3 separate regions of the Ovis aries genome follow, and regions 1 and 2 are each linked to region 3. Evidence: chromatin contacts called from public Hi-C data. All regions are on one chromosome and are shown on one strand. Each heading gives the region's core, a stretch centred on a gene start, on an enhancer-like site or on the middle of the called end of the contact. The rest is flanking DNA. Distances are from core to core; before and after follow the strand shown.

The links. A called contact is a pair of places that touch in the nucleus more often than the background predicts.
Region 1: a Hi-C map of hypothalamus shows a contact between it and region 3, with 4 times the contacts expected there. The contact joins the enhancer-like site here to the promoter of FOXO1 in region 3. A contact is called at or near these places in 3 of 16 Hi-C or Micro-C datasets (hypothalamus, liver and omental adipose tissue).
Region 2: a contact with region 3 is called in a Hi-C map of liver, with 2.8 times the contacts expected there. The contact joins the enhancer-like site here to the promoter of FOXO1 in region 3. A contact is called at or near these places in 2 of 16 Hi-C or Micro-C datasets (liver and tail adipose tissue).

The regions. Positions count from the first base shown.
Region 1 is chr10:22,570,370-22,573,555 of ARS-UI_Ramb_v3.0, forward strand. No RefSeq gene overlaps it. Among named protein-coding and RNA genes, the nearest start is that of FOXO1, 420 kb to the left of the region's middle. Within about 2 kb of position 1,557, at least 18 of the 54 cell types and tissues checked have an H3K27ac peak or open chromatin away from gene starts, as enhancers often do. A contact at or near this core is called in hypothalamus and liver, where this site is marked.
Region 2 is chr10:22,521,696-22,524,725 of ARS-UI_Ramb_v3.0, forward strand. No RefSeq gene overlaps it. Among named protein-coding and RNA genes, the nearest start is that of FOXO1, 370 kb to the left of the region's middle. Within about 2 kb of position 1,541, at least 17 of the 54 cell types and tissues checked have an H3K27ac peak or open chromatin away from gene starts, as enhancers often do. A contact at or near this core is called in liver and tail adipose tissue, where this site is marked.
Region 3 is chr10:22,148,759-22,151,651 of ARS-UI_Ramb_v3.0, forward strand. FOXO1 (forkhead box O1) reads left to right here and starts at 1,581. Exons shown (of 3, transcript XM_027973596.2): 1 at 1,581-2,705. The coding sequence starts at 2,037.

The sequences.
Region 1 (3,186 bases), core at 307-2,806, 420 kb after region 3:
AGCATTTTATTTAGTGCCTTGGGGGGCAGGGGGTGTTGCGGAGAGGGAGGGGAAGGAAAGCAGGATGGGAAGAGAAGAGAGGTAGAGATAGCCAAGAAAGCTATGGGAAGCTAATGTCTTTTGTCTTAAAAGTAAAATGATTTTGCATGCTGTTCAGATCCACACTGAGAGTTCCCAGAGCTGTCACTCACTGAGAAAAAACCCCAAATAACCAGCTTATAAAGCACATTTACTTAGGAGTGGAAGAACAGCCAGCAAACAGACCAGGGCATGGTGGGTGGAGAGGCTTGGAATATTCCAGCAAAGAGAGACATGGGCGACTAGAGTTAGACAGACTTGCTCCACTGGTTTCATGAAAGCCTGCTCCATTGAGCATTGCTTACCCGCTGCATACTTCATGCTTCATACAACAGGATTTAAATTTCAAGACTCTTAGGGAATATATTTTAAATGAACAACCAACAAGGACCTACTGTATAGCACAGGAACTCTGCTCAATGTTATGTGGCAGCCTGGATGGGCAGGGAGTTTGGGGGCAAATGGATATATATATTGTTGTTTTTTTAGTCACTAAGTTGTGTCTGACTCTTTTGTGACTCCATGGACTGTAACATGCCAGGCTCCACCATAGGATTTCTCAGGCAAGAAATACTGGAGTGGGTTGCCATTTCCTCCTCCAGGGCATCTTCCCAACCCAGGGATCAAACCCAGGTCTTCTACTTGGCAGCTAGATTCTTTACCACTGAGCCACCAGGGAAGTCCAGATAGATGCATATGTATGACTGAATCCCTTTGCTGTCCACCTGAAACTATCACAACATGGTTAATTAGCTATAGGCAGTGAAAGTTGCTCGGACGTGCCAGGCTCCTCTGTCCATGGAATTCTCCAGTGGGTTGTAGTTCCCTTCTCCAGGGGATCTTCCCAACCCAGGGATCTCACCCAGGTGTCCCTCATTGCAATCGGATTCTTTACTGTCTCAGTCACCAGGGAAACCCCTCCAATACAAAATAAAAAGTTTGGAAAAAAAAAAAAGAGAGACATTCAGGGAAACAGATCTCCTCCGTCACCTTCCTGGCTAAGAGCAGAATCCATAGAAGGCCTTTTTCACCTTTCGCATGATGGGATTCAAACTTCTGGTTCAGAATCTGATGGCCCGAGCTATTGTTTTCTAAGACAGTTTAACAAAAAGTCTGAGAGTAACGTTTCCTGCCTGGAGTGCCGCGCTACAGACAAGGTCTCGGTCGCCCCTCCAGCTTCAAAGGAGAACTTGGGCGCGTGATGTCACTTCCTCCGTCTGCTGAGTTGATAACAGGATGAACCTAAACGTGATATGAGCCAGACATTCCACTCTGTGATTTTGTACTTCACCCCATGGGAAGGCAGGGTCCTTAAGCAGACATTGTTTTTGTACTAAGAACTATGCACCCACGAATTCGCTTCATCAAGGAAAACAAAAGTCCAGGAATCGCCGGCTGGACTCACAGGCTCGCACAGGCTAATGTGAGTCATCCAGGGCTTTGAAAGCTGGTGCCTGTTACCGCCTGAAGCCAGCCTGTTTCTGAGCTGGAATGTGAAAGGCAGCTGGCTGTGTCAAAGGGGCAGAGAATAAAGCCACAGTGTAAAATGAAGACACAATTCAGCAAAGAGAAGATGATATTAAAATGGAGTCTGCTCCTCCGGCAGCCACTTTCGGAGGGGCCCCTTTTGGACACAAATGATTCTATTCTTCTTTTTAGAGAACAGAAAAAGGAGTTGGGGGGGGTTCCTTTCAGAAAAATGTTATTGAACTCTTAAAATGCCCCCATTTGAAAGGAAGGTGGCTCAGATGGTAAAGAATCCACTTGCAATGCAGGAGATCTGGATTCGATCCCTGGGTGGGGAAGATCCCCTGGAGGAGGGCCTGGCAACCCCCTCCAGTATTCTTGCCTGGAGAATCTCCATGGACAGAGGAGCCTGGTGGGCTGCAGTCCATGGGGTTGCAAAGAGTTGGACATGACTGAGCGACTTACTGCTCAAAGGGCATGTGATAAGGCAGTGTATATATACCTGGTGACAATATATCAGAGGAGACAATGCAGGCTAAATGGAACTCTTTATCGCTTGGAGGAAATCTAGCAACTAAATCAATCAGCTCGGCTCTCCTGTCATATATGGTGGGCGCCCAGCCCCCTTATGGTGTCGGCTTCCTTTCCCAGGAGCTGGGTGAGGCTGGCTCACAGAGAGGAAGAAACTGCCAGTGCCTTTCTCCCCACACTCCCTCCCTCTCTCTCACACAATGCCCCTTTGTCCCTGTGGTCCCTCGTCCCTCAGGGCATGGCCTGAGCTGGGTAGAGGCCGTTGCCAGGGAGCCTCTTATTTCCAGCTTCTTCTTCCTGTGGGGAGTGAGCCTCCTGGGCCACCTTGGAGTCACATCCAGAGCTACCAGGCTCTGGGGTGGCATCCCAGCTTCTCAGGCTTCATCTGGGTGGTGCTGCAGGGGCCTGCCGTCCCCCTGCCCCAACCCCTGCCCAGTGGCTAGGACCTGGGCACAACAGAAGGGCATATGGGTTCTCATGAAGCCCACCCAGCTCATGAAGGGCTGCAGAGAGAGCTCAGGGCCAGGAGTCAATCTTAGCATAGCTTAGTCTTCTCTGTGAAATTAGAGGCTTTAGGAGATGACGTCAAGGTCTCTTGCAGGTACAATGGTGTGTCTGTGTGTGTGCTCAATTGCTTAGTCATGTCCCACTGTATGCGACCCCGTAGACTGTAGCCCGTCAGGGTCCTTTGTTCATGGGATTTTCCAGGCAAGAATACTGGAGTGGGTTGCCATTTTCTTCTCCAGGGGATCTTCCTGATCCAGGGATCGAATCTGCATCTCCTGCACTGGCAGGTGGGTTCTTTACCACTGAGCCACTTGGGAAGTCCACAGTGGCGTGTACCTCTCAATAATAACTGAGGATGTGGGATAGAAATACCATGGCCTTCTGAGTAGATGGGTCTCGATTCAAATACTGACTTCACCTTTGTGGTTTTGCTCAGGTTATAAAGCTTCTGTTTCTCTTTTGGGGGGGAAAAAAAAATTGGATGAAATCACATCTATCATACCAAGATGCTGTGTGAGCTTAGTGACGAATTACAGGAAAGAGTCTGGTATGATTCCTGGCCCAGGGTAGGTCCTTCTAAACATCAGCTTTCCTTGCAACTCT
Region 2 (3,030 bases), core at 291-2,790, 370 kb after region 3:
AGAATCAATGATAAAGGGACTTCGCTGGTTGTCCAGTGGTTGAGACTTTGCCTACCAATACAGGGGGTTCAGGTTTGATCCTCAGGTGGGAAGCTGGGACCCCCCATGCTTCAAGGTAAAAAAAAAAAAACATCAAACAGAAGCAATATTATAGCAAATTAAATAAAGACTTAAAAAATAGTTCACATTAAAAAAAAGAAATTAAAGGAAAGAAAAGTATCAATGGAGAATACTTAAACAAACCACTGATGCTATGTCCCATCCTGGGATAGCAATTTACTTAGTTTGGAAGAGAACTCAGGTATTGGGATTTTTATGATGTTTCAAGGGGCTTCTATTGGACAGCCACAGGTGAGCCCCCAGATTGTCCAATCACTGCTGCACGGTGGTGAAGGAAAGCCCACCTCTATCAGTGTCTTCCTAAAACTTTGCGATGTAAATCTGTGTGTGTGTGTCTGTTGCTCAGTTGTGTCCCTCTCTCTGTGACTCCGTTGACTGTAGCTCTCCAGGCTCCACTGTCCATGGGTTGCAAATTTTGAGAATTCATTTCACACTGGCTACTTTTTTTAAACACTTCTGAATACAGTATTTTTATTTCTCATATAGCTTCTAATTCTTTTGAAATTTATTTATTTTTGCTAGGAGGATAATTGCTTTATAATATTGTGTTGGTTTCTACCATATCATGGTGGCTTTTATTCTAAGCACAAAACCTCAATGGGTGGGTCTGTGCAGTCTGAAACAGGAAGGAGGGTCCAATCTGGTGATACAAATTCTGGGTTTTATAGGTGAAAAATAGGAATATGGGAAAGATGATTCTTTTGTTTTTAAATAAAAGAAGCTGCTGCTCCAGAATGGCGCCTGGAGAGGCCTGGATACTTTGTGCGCTGAGCTAGAACCCGAAGCTGAGAAGTGTGTTCAAGGCCAGTAGGACCCGCCTGGATTTGGCTGGGAAAATGTAGTCACTGGATGCCTGAGATATTACAGCTGAGTGACATGGAGGCAAGGCCAGAGCTCTACTTAGAAATTATTTCATCCCTACGGCTAGGGGTGTCAAATACCCTTCCGGGGCCTCTGGGGATGCGAGCTTCCCGGCCACGTGTGTGGCAGCACCTGGGGACATAAAACCCCACTTCGTGGAGGTGATATCATGAACAGCGACCCTGGGCCCAGGGTTTTGCAGCCCAACCATCCCTCCACCCTGATGGCCCTGATATGTTTCTATTTTAAGATTCCTCAGTTGTTGAAGAATCAGTGTATTTCTCCCTAAACTGTCCCCTCGGAGCCAAGCCTGGGCTGACTCCCATCGAGCCCCCATCTTCTCTCAGTTCTGGTCCTGAACGGCCGAACCCAGAGATGTTTGCCTCCCGGGGCAGGTTGACGTCAGCGAGGAGGCAGTTCCTCGGCCGAGGGAGCCAAGTCCTCAGACATGATCTCGGAAGTAGGACAAGTACATTTTGTTTCTGCGATGCAACCCAGAGAACTTCTTGGTCCCCGAAGCCTGTGCCAAATGTGTTTGCGCAACCTCAGTCAGCCGCTGCCAGGATGCGGCTGAAGGACTTGCCAGGGTTTCATTTCTGTGCGGAGTCAATGTGGGGGTAGGGACCTCAGAAAGGGCGAGGGTCCTGAGAGACGGTCTCCCTGCCTGGGCTACAGATGAGACAAGGCTGCACCGCTCACCGCTCCCCACACTGTCCTCCTCCCAGGACACGTGGCCGCAGGAACATTGAGGTGAAGTTGGCCCGGCCATGGTTCCATTTTGTTTTGGCTAAGAGTGTGTTAATGCCCGTGGAAAGAAGCAAGAAGAGCTACCAGTTTGGCTGTTGCTTCTGAACATTTGCTCTGCATTCCTGAATCCTCCTGGTTAAAGAGAACTGCCTTGCAATTCTTTTCCTCTAGGCAATGGACAGGAACACACACTCTCTCTTTCTCTCTCTCTCTCCATGCATGCAAACCACACATACCTGGAATTAAAACCTTTAGGAAATGACAATCCTTAATCGCATGTGTGCCGACCTTCACACGCTCCTGGTGGGAGAAATAAAGGACTATAAAAATGGGTGTGCACAGAAAATTGACCAGTTTCAGGACTAACGCTGGCATCTAACAAAGGTCAGTCTTATAATAATAAACATATACTTTGTAGCGGTTAGAGTTTATGGAACCATTTCTCATGTCTCAATCTGATCAGCCCAATGACATTGTAAAGTAAAGATTAGTTTCCTCTCCATTTTAAGGAAATGAAAGATCAGAGGAGTTAAGTGACTTGTTCAGGATCACACTGCAATTCATTTCTAGACTCAGGATAAAAAACAGAGGTCAATCCCATCCAACCTGTCTAACCAAGCTGTTTAATCTTGACCCTTGAAAGACCAGAGGTTAATTGGCATATGACATCTAATTTTTTAAAATTTAGTTTATTTTTGGCTGTTCTGGGTCTTCATTGCAGTGCAGGCTTTTCTCTAGCTGTGGCGAGTGGGGGCTGTTCTCTAGCTGTGGTGCTAAGGCTTCTCATTGTGGTGGCTATTTTGCTGCTGAGCACAGGCTCGAGGGCGCAGACTTAGTAGCTGTGGTGCATGGCTTAGTTGCTTCGGGCATGGAGGATCTGCCCGGATCAGGGATGGAACCTGTGTCTCCTACATTGGCAGGAGGCTTCTTTACCACTGGGCCGCAGGTAAGCCCGAACTCGTTTGCTTGTGTGGCTGGATGCAAGGCCTGCTGTCACAGAGTGCCTCTGAGGCCCAGTCTCTCCCAGAGCTTTTGGGAGCTGAGACCTGCAGACCTGCTCCAGACCTTCAGGATTCCCCAGGTGATTCCCTGGCACTGTCGAGTTTGGGGTGCTGGGGAGAAGGGGGCTGGGGTCTCCATTTCAACTCTGCCATGCTCAGGAGTCCCTGAATACCAGAACTGCGTGACCTGGGGAACCGTACCAGGATCCCACCCCTGAACTTCTAACTTTGTTATAACCTAGTCGCTCAGTCATGTCCAACTCTTTCTGACCCCATGGACTATAGCCTGTGAGGCTCCTCT
Region 3 (2,893 bases), core at 331-2,830:
GTTTTTTTTTTTTTTTTTTTTTTTTTTTGCCGGGGGGTGGGGTGGTGGTGAATTGGAAGCTGTCATTTTGGACAAAGATATTTAAAACTCTACCGTCAGTCGTACATCTTCAGTGATCCCATCTCTCTGAAAGGAAATGCCTTCCATATTCTTTCTAAAAAGAGCAAAACAAAACTTGACAAGTATTTCTTCTGCTCCCTGAGACACAAGGGCCATTGTCTTCCTTTGGCCCCCACTGATCTTGGCAGGACAGCCTGGACCTAGAGCCCAGATGGAGCGAGGTGGGGTGGGATGGGAGGGGGCAGTGATTGACACGCGGGACAAGCAGCCTAAAGCAACACCTGGGAGTGGGGCAGGGCTTCGCCTCAAGCCTTTGGTACTGTCCCCTGTTAGGTTTTCACCTCTCAACGTCTCAGCACTTGCATTCTAAATAGCAAAGCAATGACAAGCAAACAATCGAATTTAGTGTAAGTAAGTAATAAAGTGACAAGGCTCTCCCTAAGTGCTCTCCTCTGACCCCGCCTTCCCCGTCGTCCCGGACTGACTCAGTGGACAGTCTGAGGTTCCTGCCCAGGGGAACAGGTTCCCACGGAGGGCACGAGGGTTGAGGCTGCCTTCGGCTCTGAGGATGCGTGTGCAGGAGCAATCGTCTTCGGCCGGGGCCGAGCCCCCGTGAACCCGGCTCGGGGCGGCTCGTCTGGCCAACGGCGCCCCCCACCGCCAACCCCCCCACTAGTCTACACCGACCGCCGAGGCTCAGCTCGCTGGTGCGGAAAGGTGGGTTCCCGGCGCTGCGGCGGCGGCTGGGTCCTCCCCGCCGACTCGGCAGTCAGAGCCCGGGCCCCGCGCGGGGGTGGGGACAAGCGTGTGTGCGGCCCGCGCCCGGGGCCGGAGAACTCGACACATCGCAGGGAAAGGAAAAAAAAAAAACAAAAAACAACCAACCAAACCAAATAAAAACAAAACCCACCGACTTGCCCACGTTTCTCTGCAGAGAAATCGTGGGCGGAGTCGAGAGGGGGCGAGTGAGCAGAACTCCGACGAGGCCGCCTCCGCCCGCCCACGCACCCACCCACCCGGCGGCCCCCTGAGCGCTGATTGTCCCCGGCCCCCGCCCGGCCCAGCTTCGGGCTCCCGAGCGCAGGTCGAGGCGAAGCGGGCGGCTCGTTCCACTCGGGCTTCCCGAGTACTCGGCTGGGCTCCTCAGTAGTAAACAAAGTGTCGCCGCCGCCTCCACGTTGGTTTGCCTCCTAGCAATCAAAACACTGAGAGGGCGAAAGACTCACAGAAACACTCGAGAATTACCAGAAAATAATAACAGAGAGCCAAAAAAAAAAAAAAACCCAAAAAACAGAGAGCGAGCGAGCGAGGGAGAGACTGTGCATGTCAAATAGAAAAACACCCTACTACCCCCCACCAACCAACCCACTGCCGCCTCCCCGTGGAAAACCGAGCCCCGCCCAGGCCGGCGCCCATTGGCGGCCCGGGCGCCGCCGCCGCACTTTCATTGGTCGCAGGGGCCGTCCGTCAGGGGCGGGCCGGCGCGCGCGCCGCCGCCGCCGCCGGCGGGGGGCGGCGGCAGATCCCGTAAGTCGGGGCGGCCGCGTAGTCGCTGCTGCCGCCGCCGCCGCCGCAGCATTCAACAGGCAGCAGCGCCGCGGTCGCGCCCGCCCGGGGAGAGCAAGCGGCCCGCGGCGTCCGTCCGTCCGTCCGTCGTTCGGCGCGGAGAGCGACGCCAGCGCTGTCGGGGCCCCGACGACTCTGGCCTGCCGTCCCGTCAGTGCAGCGGACCCGGAGGCGCCTAGATGCGGACGGAGCCGTGAAGTTAAGTTCTGGGCTCGCGCTTCCACTCCGCCGCCGCCGCGCCTCCCTCCGGGTTTCCGTCCGCTCGCTGCACCGACCTCACCCCTTCCCGCAGATCTCGGACAGGCTCTCGGCGCCCTCTCTCCCCTCGGCGCCGCCCCCCCCTGCCCGGTGCTGCGCTTTTCTCACTTCTGGGCAAGTCCCGCGGCTGGGGGAAGGGTGGGGGGGTCACCATGGCCGAAGCGCCCCAGGTGGTGGAGATCGACCCGGACTTCGAGCCGCTGCCCCGGCCGCGCTCGTGCACCTGGCCGCTGCCCCGGCCGGAGTTTAGCCAGTCCAACTCGGCCACCTCCAGCCCGGCGCCGTCGGGCGGCGCAGCGGCGAACCCCGACGGCGCCGCGGGCCTGCCCTCGGCCTCGGCGGCCGCTGTCAATGCCGACTTCATGAGCAGCCTGAGCCTGCTGGAGGAGAGCGGGGACTTCCAACAGGCGCCCGGCTCCGTGGCGGCAGCCGCGGCGGCGGCGGCGGCGGTGGCGGCGGCTGCTGCGGCGGCCGCAGCTGCTGCCACCGGGGGGCTGTGTGGCGACTTCCAGGGCCCGGAGGCGGGCTGCCTGCACTCGGCGCCGCCGCAGCCCCCGCCGCCCGGCCCGCTGTCGCAGCACCCGCCCGTGCCTCCCGCCGCGGCCGCCGCCGCCGGCGGGCCGCTCGCGGGGCAGCCGCGCAAGAGCAGCTCGTCCCGCCGCAACGCGTGGGGCAACCTGTCCTACGCCGACCTCATCACCAAGGCCATCGAGAGCTCGGCCGAAAAGCGGCTCACGCTGTCGCAGATCTACGAGTGGATGGTCAAGAGCGTGCCCTACTTCAAGGATAAGGGCGACAGCAACAGCTCGGCGGGCTGGAAGGTGAGCGGCCTCCGGGCGCACGGCCGGAGCGGGAGGGGTGGGTGGGTGTCCGGGGGAGCCGGCCTCCGTCTGAGGTCGCTGCGGGGCAGAGGACGGGGGACGGGGGCCCGCCGGTACAAGTTTTCTTGGCCTGAAAGTGCAAGGCACGCGGGTAGCGCGTGCAGGGTGAGGGCGAGAGTGGCAGAGGT